2 separate regions of the Mus musculus genome follow, and region 2 is linked to region 1. The links are chromatin contacts, called in public Hi-C maps. All regions are on one chromosome and are shown on one strand. Each heading gives the region's core, a stretch centred on a gene start, on an enhancer-like site or on the middle of the called end of the contact. The rest is flanking DNA. Distances are from core to core; before and after follow the strand shown. Region 1 has its middle 13 kb from the start of 4930459C07Rik. Region 2 overlaps Gm40748 (a long non-coding RNA gene).

Region 1 (5,852 bases), core at 2,701-5,200:
CTCTCTTGCTTTATGTCAGCTCCAGAGAGTCCCTTTGGTAGGCAGATGCAATCAACTATCATGTACCAAGCGCTGTATGATGGCAAAATCAGACTAAGTCAGTAAGGCAGACATGTACCTAAGTCAGATTCATGGTTCCTGCAGTGTGGGTCTGACCATAGACCATAGATGCTGTGGATAAGAAACAAGGAATGACAGTGTGCGTGATTTAGTTTCTAGGGGCATAGATAGACCAGTGAGGCTGATTAGAAACTCATCAATCAGGATCAAGTAGCCTGTTAAAAATAAATAAAGGGGATTAGCTGCTGTTGTTTTTACAGTATGGGCCAGGAATGAGAACCGCATCCCTTGAGTTGCTGACACTGGAGCCCGGGATTGGACAGGGGACACAGAGCTGCACCTGGAAACTGAGTGCTGAACCCAGCTTATCTTCTTAAAGAAGTCCCTGTTTCTTCTTCTTTTGTAAGTTTGAAAGTCTTAAGTTTTCCAAAACACTGTCCCAATGACTGTGGTTTTTGATTTCATATGAACCGGATAGAAGGTGTTTGGGGAAGTAGAAGCAGGGAGAGAGTCCTAGGCTCCTGATCTCTTTGGTTATGTAACCACGATCAGTGAGCTTGTATTCTAGGCCCACAGGATTCTCGTCTCCCTTTCAAACAACCCTCCAAGCAGAGATTATGAATTCAGTATTCTAGGGCAAGCCTATGGACTCAGTTTTAAAGCTCCAGAGTGATGGTGTTGAAACGCTTGACCCCAGGTGATCTGGCTCTAGTCCCAGTTGATGTCCACAAAACACAGTATCCCGCCTCTTTTGGGGAGGGGGATCCCATGGCAAGGCATCACGTGATCTGTCCATCATTGCAGGAGTCATAGCTCACCGCTGGAGTAGTGAGGGGCTAGAGATAAGTCCCAAGCTTACTTTGAGGATTCATTAAGGTCACTTACAAGATCTCGAAGGTATCAGTCAGGAATAAATCTTTCTGACTGAAAATCAAACTCCATGATGAAAAAAATCAGGTTGTATAACCCTCCTCGGCCTGATCTCTCTCACAGGCAGAGTCCACACGTTGTGCCCAGCTATCACTGAGGTCGGTGGGAGAGTGTTGTCTGTGATCTAAGCACGAGGGTGGACTCTATGGGGTCAGATCTGCCAAGTCATAACGTTTGAACATGGAGGGGGTGGGGATATTAACAAGTCATGGTGACTTGCCTGGTGTTGTAGATCAGGATGTCAACAATACTTAACGACCACCTATGACACATCACTATTGTGTAAGGATTAAGTTGTATCCTCTTTAGTCCTCCGTACAGGTCCTTGAGGCCTTATCTGTTTTTTTTTTTTTTTGTTGTTGTTGTTTTGTTTTTGTTTTTGTTTTTGTTTTTGATAGAGAGGCACACTCTGAGAGGGCTTGTGACTTTGCCAGTATCACAGACCCTGATGAGCTATTAGGGACTCGACCTGTAACTTCCTCCCTCTAAAGCTCAAATCTCACAGCATACGTGGTATGCACCAAGCATGTCCAGCTACACCCAAGAAGAGGTAAAGTTGCTACCCTCATTCGAGAATCAGTCACCACGACCAACAATTATTGTTATATTCTGAGTTATGGACACTGCCTTCATGGTAAAAGAGAAAGAGACTTTTAGATAAAGGGACAGATGCATGTTTTTTGTTTTGCCATGGGTTTAGATGGAAAGGGTGGCTACCTATGAGCCCACGGGGAAATAGGACAATCGCAATGAAGTCACTGTGGAGCTGTATAGAGGACAACAAAGGGGACTGTGAGAAGCACTTGGCAGCACGGGAGGCTTGTGTGCACATAGGCATTAAGAAAAGAACCTTATGTGCTCACACACTGCCGGTTCGCTGGAACATTAATTCACAAGTACTTAGTTTAGACTTGCAGACTCTTTCATGAGGATTGCATATCCACAGTAAATATAACTAGAATTAAACCTCGCCTAAATATTTAATATGGCAGGCCGTGGAAGATCTTCAATGCTTTAAAGAACTGACTGATACTTTTGATTTTTCTAATCATCGATGCTGAGAAGGCCATATTGCATACATATACAGCCCGAAGTACAGAAATATGTGTAAGGCCATTGTAAAACTTGCTGGAAATCCTGCCTTAAACCCAAGCAAAAGTTAATTGAATGGTGTTGTGTAGGAGCTCAGCAGTGACTTGGATAGCAACCATCAAACATTCAAACACAACATGATCCAAATCTATACTCATGGATGTGACACTCCCTGGCTGGGGCCAGATGACAGGAGCATCTTTGCTTTCCCTAATTCAGCTGTTAACATTTCTAGAAGAGCAGAAAGCTGTGCATATGATAAAATACAAAAAAAAAAAACCAAAAAACAAAAAACAAAACAAAACAAAACAACAACAGCAAAAAACCCCGCAGTCCATAGCGTGCAGGGCGTCTGAGCGTGATGGTTCAATGGACTAGTTGAGCATGATAGTTGGGATGAGTGACGGCATCCATAAGCATACAGGCTCCTGTGTGTTCCGAGCTGAGAGTACAGAGAAGCTGTGCGGTGTAACACAGGCGAGCCTAGCCTGAAGCACCTTGGGATTGTTACACAATTGAGGCTGAATTTATTTTTGATCATTGCACATCCAGGAGTCTTCTGCTATTGTCACTGTCTTTAGAACGGTCACCTTCAGCTAAGCGACCCTGTAGTGGGGTGACGACTTACAGTCAGACGAAGCTGGGCTCTGTAACATCTTTAAATATGCACACAGTATTAATACACCAGTGCAAATGCCTTATGAAAATAGAACATATTTACATATTTTACATTGCTAACCCCACTACTGTGGTGGCATGGGAAGCTGGGTAGCCAACTGATTTTTAATGTAAGATATTAGAAATACTGGCTTTCATATTCATATATATGTATGTATGTATATATATATGTATGTATGTATATACACACACACACATATAGTATGTGTGTATATATATCGTATGTGTATATATATACACGATAATATCGTAACTATACTACCTATACATGTGCATATATATATATATATATATATATAAACTAATTTGAATTGCTACTCCATTGACTAAGTACTTACGATGAATTGTATGACATACATCTCCAGACCCGCCCCCCTGCCAGCCCTGAAGGATATACCTCACTCATTTTCTTTTCTTTCAAGAAACCAATTTTGCTATCTTCAAGCAACCACTTCTTTTGTTGAAGCAAAACAGAACAAACAAACAAACAAAAAATCAACATTAAGATTTTCCTAAGCATTTAGAAACATGTCGAGCAGCCTGGGACATTCTGGAACCCTGTCAGAGCCCTGGTCTGTGAGCTAAGGAAACAATTTTGTTTGATAGAGTTACTATCTTCTGCAAAGGCTGAGTGTATATTATGTCGCATAGTCAGAGCACTGGGGGACACCCCCAGAGGGAGCTTGTGATGAGTAAATAACTTAGTAAGGCAAAGAATGGACACTGTAAAACCATTCCTTAATTCAAGGCCACGTGTTACTTTGGGATTTAAGGAAATATATTGGCATCTTCTATGTGATAAGATGCTTCAAGCATTTATCCTTAAAAAGGACTAAAACCCATTTTTTTTTCTCTCCTGTTTGTATCATTTCCTCCTCCTCCTCCTTACCCCTTCCCCCCCCCCCCAGTCCACTTTTCTCTCTCCCTCCCTCTTTCCCTCTCCCTCCCACTCCTATTCCCTCTGCTTCTTCCCCATCTCCTCTCCTCCCCTTCTATCTCTCCATTCTCCCTTCCTTCCCCTCCCCCTTCTTTCCCTGTGGTCATTGAGACGAAGTTCTTTTAACTAACATCCCATTTCCGCCAGCAGAGGGCACTGTTTGCGCGTTTAAGTAGATGTCTCCGCTTTGTTTTTCCAATGTGAACAGTATCTGAGTCACAGGCAGGCACGCTATTCGGCTGGAAAGATACTGGGGAGAAGGCCTGCCTGAGTGGTAGTGTTTCAACATCATTTTGCCGAACATTTCCTTTGTTCTCGGCTGCTTGGAGGGATGTTCATTGCAAATGCCCTTCTAGTTCCCGGTGGAAAATGTATGTTTTGAATGTGTGTTTTGAAGGCAATGGCATTGGGTCACTCAACGTCTAAATATCACAAGTGCTTCAAACCACTTTAGGTGTCAAATTCTGAATCAAGGTATCAGCCCCAGAGTAGATCGTCTTGCTCCGGGAGCATCATAAATAATTTCTGTAGCAGCATATGACATCATAAAGCAATCAGGCATTCCCTGTACACCATAATCGATGGACTTAGATGTCTTCGGATGGAAGGGTATGGTGAAAGACACTTTTCCTCTCACTGGACTTGAGCACTTTAGAATTAGTCAGTGGCTGCCTATCAAAAACGAAGTGAGTCACGTTCAACTTCCAATATATTGTGGAATATTTTCTCAAGAGTTTCATACACATCATTTATATAATATTGGATTATATATTTTGTGGTGAAGTAAGTACTTTTACATTTTTACGGCAATTATTTAAAAAAAATTAATCAAAGTGTAGATGAGAATGGCATACTTTAACAATGAAAGTCACGGTTAGTCAGATACCTACTTGACTTTCCCAGTCCTCAGTATCTCTCTCAGCTCAGGTATAACTTTTCATTTTGGAACCTGTATTTTAGTCCACCCCCCCACCCACCATCTCTGAAACAATCAGCTTGTCTTGCTATTCTCTAAGCTACTACTTTTAGATGTTAGCTGCTGTTTGACTGTAGCAGGAGTATGTTGCCCAGGGTTGTGTGTGTGTTTGTTAAAGCTCGGTCGCCAGTGTGGTGATGCTGGAGACAGGCACCTTTAAGAGAAGGTGGGGTAATTAGACCAAGGTAATTATTTCACACGGAAGGGATCAAAGCCATGTGTATGGGAACCCGCTGACTTCCTCTTAGAGTGGGTTGTTATAAAACATAACGCTCACCTTTCTCATGATCTGGCTTCCTGCCTCTGCCATGTGTTGTCTCTTTCCTTGCACTGGCTCCCCCACGGCACCATCTGCCACAGGGTAGCACACATAGGGGACTGTCACCAAGGGCCAAACACTCTAGGTTTACCCAGGGTTGAATTGTCAGACTCAAAAATTGTAAGCTAAACAGATCTCTCATCATTCCACAACCCAAGGTGGTTTGTTAGAGCCAAGCAAAGCGGGATTGTCTAATACTGTGAATTGTCCTTTTGGAATGTACCGATAGATAAGACTCTCACCTCTCTGTCCCTCTGCTCACCTTATTTCTGTCACATCTCTGTTGGTTACCTGTTCAGCTGTAGGAAGAGCACTTAGACCTTCCATGGTGAGCAGTCTACTCTGAGTGGCCTTGCTGTTCTCCGATGCCTTCTGCCGCCCAGGTTTAGTAAATTTCCTCTACACGATCAAGGTTACTAATGTTTTCCTTGTGCTCTCTGGGCACGATGATAACGTCTTTGTCTACAGTATGTGAACTTATCAATGGCATTTTCCCTGAAAGTCAGGGTTGCTTCTCACGGCGACCGATCGTGTGTTAGTTATTGTTGTACTCCTGTCTCTTACTATGGTGTGGCGTGTGTGCGCGCGCACGCATGCGCAGGAGCGCTTTCTTGTATTTCCATGTGTGGGGTTGCCTATGCATGCACATGCATGTGGAGACCTAGGGTCGATGTGAGGAGGCTTCTTTGATTGCTCTCTACTTTATATAAGAAGGCAGGGCTCTCACTGGCACTGAGACTTCACTAATTTGACTAGTTCCAGGGTTAGGTGGGTGCTGGGCCCTGAACTCGGGTCCTCAGGCTTGCGTAGCCGGCTTTCCTTCTACCCATCGACCCACCTCTCCTTCTTCATTTTCCTTT
Region 2 (6,484 bases), core at 3,128-5,627, 91 kb after region 1:
CAGTTGACACTCAACTCACTTTGGCAGCTCCCCAGTCTAAATGCATTTAACTTGAGTCTCTGGGGAAAAATGATACATACATTCACATGTGTAAATAGCTCGCATGCCCAAATTACATAAAGTTGCAGGTTATTCAAAATAGATTTTTTTTTTCAGGAAATAAATATCAAATGGTACTACTTCCAAATATTTTTTGTTTTTGTCTCAATTCCACCCTCACTCTGTCAGATATAAGAAAATGAAGCGGGCTGGTGAGATGGCTCAGTGGGTAAGAGCACCCGACTGCTCTTCCGAAGGTCAGGAGTTCAAATTCCAGCAACCACATGGTGGCTCACAACCATCCGATCATGAGATCTGACTCCCTCTTCTGGAGTGTCTGAAGACAGCTACAGTGTACTTACATATAATAAATAAATAAGTAAATCTTTAAAAAAAAAAAAAAATAGAAAATGAAGCACTGGAAAAGTTTAAGTGCACGCATGTGTGCCTGTGGGTGTATCTGTACATATGTGTGCATATCTATGTATGAGTGTATATTTGTGTGGGGTATCTATGTATAAGTGTGAGTGTGTGTGGATATGAATGTACATGCATGTATGTATGTATATGGAATGTGTATTATGTGTATATGTATGTGTACATGTATGTATGTATAAGAGTGAGTGTGTGCTTATGTACAAGAGTATATATATGTGTGTGTGTGTGAGAGAGAGAGAGAGAGATAAAGAGAGAGAATGCATGTTCATGTGAATGTGCATTCATGTATGTGTATATTAAAGACTTGCTGACTGAAAGTGAACTCTAGTGATAATTTTAATAAATAGCGAATTTTAACTGAAAGGGTGGAGGGAGTACTGGGGGGGGGGTGCATCCTTAGGAGCACACCTGGAGTCGGTCGCTAGCTGACCTCACAAATTGGCAAGACAACCTCCATGGAAAATCCATGGCTTGCAGGATCTAATTCACCAACCCAAATAAGGCAGCCATGTGTGCTTTATTCTTCACAGACCAAGGGTCTGTACACATTTCCTAAGACAAATTGAGACTGTACCGAGCAATGTTTAAAATACTGTAAAAACATCTCAGAGCCAAAAGAGGGAAATTCATTCTTTAAAACTGTAGAGGGACTGAGGTATGGGTTTGCTGTATCCCCCAAAATGGACCTTTATACATTTTATGTAGTTCAGATTAGTTTTATTTTCATTTTCTCTTCCTTCCTTCTTTCCTTCCTTCCTTCCTTCCTTCCTTCCTTCCTTCCTTCCTTCCTTCCTTCCTTCCTTCCTTTCTTCTGAAAGAAAATTTGGCAGCTATCTTTATCCACATTTGAATATCTTAGAAATCTAATTTTACTCTTCGAGTTTATAGACAGAGACCTGAGTTTGCCAGTAGGTAGTGGATAAACTATGGTTTTTCCAAGACACAGCTTCCTAAACTATATTACGATTGGGAGTTGAAGCCAAGACTCTCTAGAGCAGTTAGAACAATAACATTTAATGGTTCTAATTTTCAAGCATTTTTTTTTCTCCTCTATTGACACAAGACTCAAAGTCACCGGTCAGTGTACATCCCCAAAGTCAGGTTTTCCTACCATAACAGAAGGGGATACTCAGATTACATGGTGACTCACAGACTCCTGCCATCTCAGATCAGCTTCAGGTTCCCCTTGGTTTAATTTAATGATCCTTCGCTGAATTTGATCATTTCTTTCTTCCTTCTTCTTTCTCCACCAGCTTCTAAGTTCCCATGCTCAAAACCTCGCTGCTGCCTTCCGTTGTCTCCCACCCTAACATGAAGCTCATCACATGGCTCTGCTGCGCTCCTCTCTGAAGATGAGAGCCAATTTTACAAAGCTGTGTTGAGGATTGGTAGGAAATTCACTTACCGGCTCGCAGATCCCAAAGATTTGCTCTGAGGATCTGAGGGGAGATGTTTGCCCTTCCCTCAGACAAAAACACATTGACAACTTTCTGTGTGATCTCCAGGGCTTGGTCCAAACATCTCAGATAAAGAATAACCCAGCTAAGCCAAGCATCTCTAAAGGCAGATGTTCTCCAAGTGTCAATCAAATCAGATGGTGCTCAGTAACTACTCAGATGCTTCTAGTGACCAAGAGGCCTATTGTCAGTGCTTTCTCTTCCTCTCCTGTTGTAAAGAAACTTTTATTCTCAGCAAACTTACCTGGGATTACCATCATTGTCTGCCACTCACAGTTGGCCCTACATGTCCAATGTCCAAATTATTGCCCCTCTCCCCACACAGCTTCTATTATTTGTGTGAAATATTTACCATCTTCTCAATTGAAGTTTTGATATGTAGCTTCCAGAATTTTCTGATTCTCATCAGCTTTTTCCAGATGCTGTCTCTAAACAGTCTCAGTGTCTTGATTTAATGTTTGATATTTTGAGATGAGTAACACTTTTTTGAGATACATAAAGAGTGGAAAGTTCTTGGGACACTGCTTTCCTTAATGATACAGCAAAAAGGACTTTGGTGTCACCTAAGCATGGCTGATCTCTACTTGTTAGCCATTTTGACCTAAGGTGGTGATGTAACTTCTTCAGTGTTTTAGTCTGTAAAAATAATAGTTCTTTCTTCTTGGTAAGTTATCTTAGCATTTGCTACATATTAGAAATTATACATATACATATATATATGAAAATATACATAAATATATATCACTTTTATTAATTCTGATTACTTGGGAAGATTATGAAAGTAGCATTCCATGGAGAACAGACAAATAGGGTCTCCAAGCATTTTTAAACTAATATTCAACCTTACTCCTCCCCCTTTAAAGTTATGAGATTACATTTTTGTACTTAAATTACCTAATATCGAGAGGCTTCTGCAGTCTCACCAAATCCCCATTGTGTCAGCACCGAGGATGCATACTCAAATGAAAAGGAACTGAGAGATGTGCATTCATTGTTTCTCTCCTCATACTGACTTTTATTTCACCACACAGCTCTGCAATGACCATAGTTGGTCATTTCCCTGATCCAACAGGAGAGAGAGACAGAGACAGAGACAGACAGAGAGAGACAGAAAAAGACAGAGAGACAGAGACAGAGAGATAGAAAGACAGAGACACAGAGACAGACACAGAGAGTGATGTCAGCATAAACTGAGTCCTCCTGTGTGAACATCCCAGGTGCTCAACTGCTCCTTTCAGAGTCCCTCCATTGTGATGAAAAAGATTAAGAAATCAGAGGATGTTCGTTCCCTCTGGAGCCAAACAGATGTTGAAGTCCCTAGATGTATAATGTATCATGTCTTAGACTCAGAGAGCACATCCAAGACACCAGCAAAAGCAGACTAGGAGAGGAGCATGGTTCTTCATCAAATTTCCATCCAAAGAGGGCAGCTGTAAACTCTTTATAGAGCAGAGCAGTGGGGCCTGTAGGGGATCCCTCAAAAGAGTGGGGATAGCCAGAGATACAACTACTGTCTTTCCCCGGGCCGCCCAATCCTTCACAAACTCCGGAGGAAAGAAAAATAATAAACAGGACATTCACTTCCCTTTAGGACCTCCCTTTAAAAAGAGACTCTAAAAAGGTCTTTTATGATATTATAAATACATTTTTGTTGTTGTTGCTATTTCTTTGTTGTTGTTGTTTTTTTTTTTTTTGAGACGGGGTGGGGGGGGGTTTCTCTGCATGACTCCAGCCGTCCTGGAACTTGCTCTGCAGACCAGAGTTGCCTCAAACTCACAGAGATCTGCCTGCCTCTGCCTCTCTAGTGAGCACTGGGATTAAAGGAGTGTGCTATCACTGCCCAGTGAATAAATTGTTTTTACTAAGATGACATTTTCAAAGGGAGGAAGAAGAGAGGAAGGGAAGAAGATAGACAGAGAGAGAGAGAATGAGAAAGAGAGAAGTCAGTGCTAAAATTCTTCACATAGCTCAGTCTGTTTAGCTTTTACTTCCAGTTTTGGAAAGGCAGTCAACATTTTGAAGGACAGATCATTCTCCTTGAAGGCTGAGCACAAAGAGATGGGCTGTGGAGACGCCAGACAGGAATAAGGAGGTGGCAGATTTGTGTGGACACAGGACTGCAACCATCTCTGCTCATACTGCAAGTGTCTTCTTGCAACAGAATCCAGGGAATAAGGAAAATAGGAGGTCTGTGCACTCAGACTCTCTCTGGGAATTCCCCTAAGGAAGCTGTTATTCTCAGTCTCTGCCTCTCAGGGACCCCTCGGTTGAATTGAGATTAAGAATCCTGTTATGATAACTTCCTGTCCTCTTCATCCACAAACAAGAGAACACTTGGGAAGATTTCCTTTTCTTACGTTTTATTAGAATCTGTCCTAAATTGTGGGGTGTATGAGATGTGGAGGGGCGGGCACCCAGAAACCGCATTTCGTAAGAAGCACGGACTCTTGACTTTGGCCTGTAACTACTTAAAAGCCAGATGAAAGTCTGGCATCTTCGCCTTCCTTTGGCGTCTGGCTCCTTTACTTTGGCGGAAGGCACCGTGGTAAGTTACTGTCCATAACTTGTGTCATCTTGAATTCCAGGAAGAACCGTCCTCGCAGGACAAACGCCCACTGCTCAGATGAAGAGAGCTGTCCGTGAGGATGAGATAAACAGATTAGCAAAATAACAGAGGGCCCAAAGATGCTTTATGTACTCCGTGGGAAGACACAGTAACCAATCAGTGAATTGCTCTTATCTTTGCCTGACATCTTGCTTAAAGCAAATAGCACACATGCAGAGACATCTGGCTCTCATTTCCTGGATAAGATGCAGGAATAAGTTAAATATAAACTTATATATCCTCCAAACCTAGAAACTTTTCTGTATCAATTAGCACATGGACTAAGGTAGTGATCATCCCAAGTGTTGAATACATAAAGTGAAGCGAGTTCTCACAGAAAAGCTATAAATAACGAATCTAGTGAACAAGCAGTTCCGCTAACTCTTGAATATATTAAAATACAGAGGTCTTTGGCACATGGCATCAATATCACTCCACTAGGAAGACAGTCATTTCATGACATTTATACATATGTGTACACACACACATACACACTCACACTAATTTTTTTTTCTTTGAAGCAAGGTCATACTATGTAGCCTAGGCTAGACTCTAACTCATGATCCTACTCACTCAATTTCCCCCCAGTGCTGAGATTGTAAGCGAGTGCCTCCATGCCTGTCTGGGGCGGGGAGAGAAGACATCTTATTAGATTGTGTGGAGTAACACAAATTATCTTCTCTAGGTCTCCAATTCCTAATCTGAGAAAAATACACTGTGTTCTTCACTGCCACTAAAGATATCACCGGCAAGGACAGCTTGTCAGAGGAGATGTGCCTCAGCAAGTGGATACCTGCCGTCAAGCTCACAGACACAGCAATGGCTGGGGGTGTTGGCTTTGTACATGCCCTTGGCCTCAGAATAATGAAGCTGTAGAGTCCTCCCGTGGGCCCCTCTTTCCTCAGGTGAAACTGTGGTGTGATGAAGAAGCTTTTGAGGGAGCGGCTGTGAACTAGTCCTGAGGTGATCTAGTGCTGAGGCGACTGATGCTGATTCTCTTCCATTCACTCCCGCAGTCCCTTTAATGAATGTTGCTGACTGAGTTTCAGAGATCGCAGACACTCAGACAGCAGCCAAATACCTTTTCTTCTCATCTTGTTTAGGGATTTCAACCATTCCTATGTGTCTTGAGATGGTCTGTCAGAGAGAGATGTTCCTTGAGTCTGGCCACTCAGCTTTGAAGATGGTCTGTGAGATGAGCTCATGGGACATTGTCTCTGTTTATTTTCTCCGGAGGCAAGGCCTTTGCTGACAGCGATTCCGAGTATCAGATAGCCAGACGTCATAAGCTGTCCTGCTTTGCTGTGATAAACACCGTGGCCAGAAACAATTTGAAGAGGAATGAATTTATGTTCTCTCATACTTCCAGATTACAGTCCATTATTGAGGGGAGCCAAGGCAGGGCAGGACTCAAGCAGGGCAGGAATCTGGAGGCAGGAACAGAAGAGGAATGGAAAGGAGCGCTGCTTACTGACTTGCTCTCTGTGGCTTGCTCAACCTGCTTTCATAGACAACCCAAGACCACCTGCCCAGGGATAATGTCACCCACAGGGGGGATGAGCCATACCAATCCCTAATCAAGAAAATGTCCCCACAGACTAGCCTTCAGGCTAATCTGATGGAGGCACCTCCTCAGTTGAAGTCTCCTCATCAAGGATTAATTTATGTCATAGTGACAAAAGAAATTTACCACCACATGGGCCACGCCCACTTCTTCTCTTAAGCCATATGAGCTGAATTTAAAGGCAGAGGAATTTATTTGTTTATTTATTTATTTACATCCCAGAGGCTTCTCCCCTCCCCCACCCTTGGACTCTGAGAGGGCAGGTCCTCCCCTCTCCCCCAGACATCAAGTCTCTTCAGGATTAGGTGCAGTCTCTCCCATGAGTTCAGACAAGGCAGTCCTTTGCTACATAAGTGTTGGGGACCTTCGACCAGCCTGTGT

Evidence for each region. Hi-C and Micro-C count contacts between places; a contact is called where the count stands out from the background.
Region 2: a Hi-C map of the N1E-115 cell line shows a contact between it and region 1, with 4 times the contacts expected there. The contact joins two enhancer-like sites. A contact is called at or near these places in 3 of 15 datasets of contacts at CTCF or cohesin (CD8 T cells, the NIH/3T3 cell line and large pre-B cells), 13 of 484 Hi-C or Micro-C datasets (the AtT-20 cell line, the C10 cell line, the C2C12 cell line and 9 more) and 3 of 115 datasets of contacts at active chromatin or transcription factors (CD8 T cells, differentiating embryonic stem cells and embryonic stem cells).

What each region holds. Positions count from the first base shown.
Region 1 is chr10:96,210,206-96,216,057 of GRCm38.p6, forward strand. No RefSeq gene overlaps it. Among named protein-coding and RNA genes, the nearest start is that of 4930459C07Rik, 13 kb to the right of the region's middle. Within about 2 kb of position 3,951, at least 167 of the 459 cell types and tissues checked have an H3K27ac peak or open chromatin away from gene starts, as enhancers often do. A contact at or near this core is called in the N1E-115 cell line, where this site is marked.
Region 2 is chr10:96,301,199-96,307,682 of GRCm38.p6, forward strand. Gm40748 (a long non-coding RNA gene) reads right to left here. Exons shown (of 3, transcript XR_871975.1): 2 at 5,621-5,966; 3 at 4,303-4,567. Among named protein-coding and RNA genes, the nearest start is that of Gm40748, 4.3 kb to the right of the region's middle. Within about 2 kb of position 4,378, at least 9 of the 459 cell types and tissues checked have an H3K27ac peak or open chromatin away from gene starts, as enhancers often do. A contact at or near this core is called in the N1E-115 cell line, where this site is marked.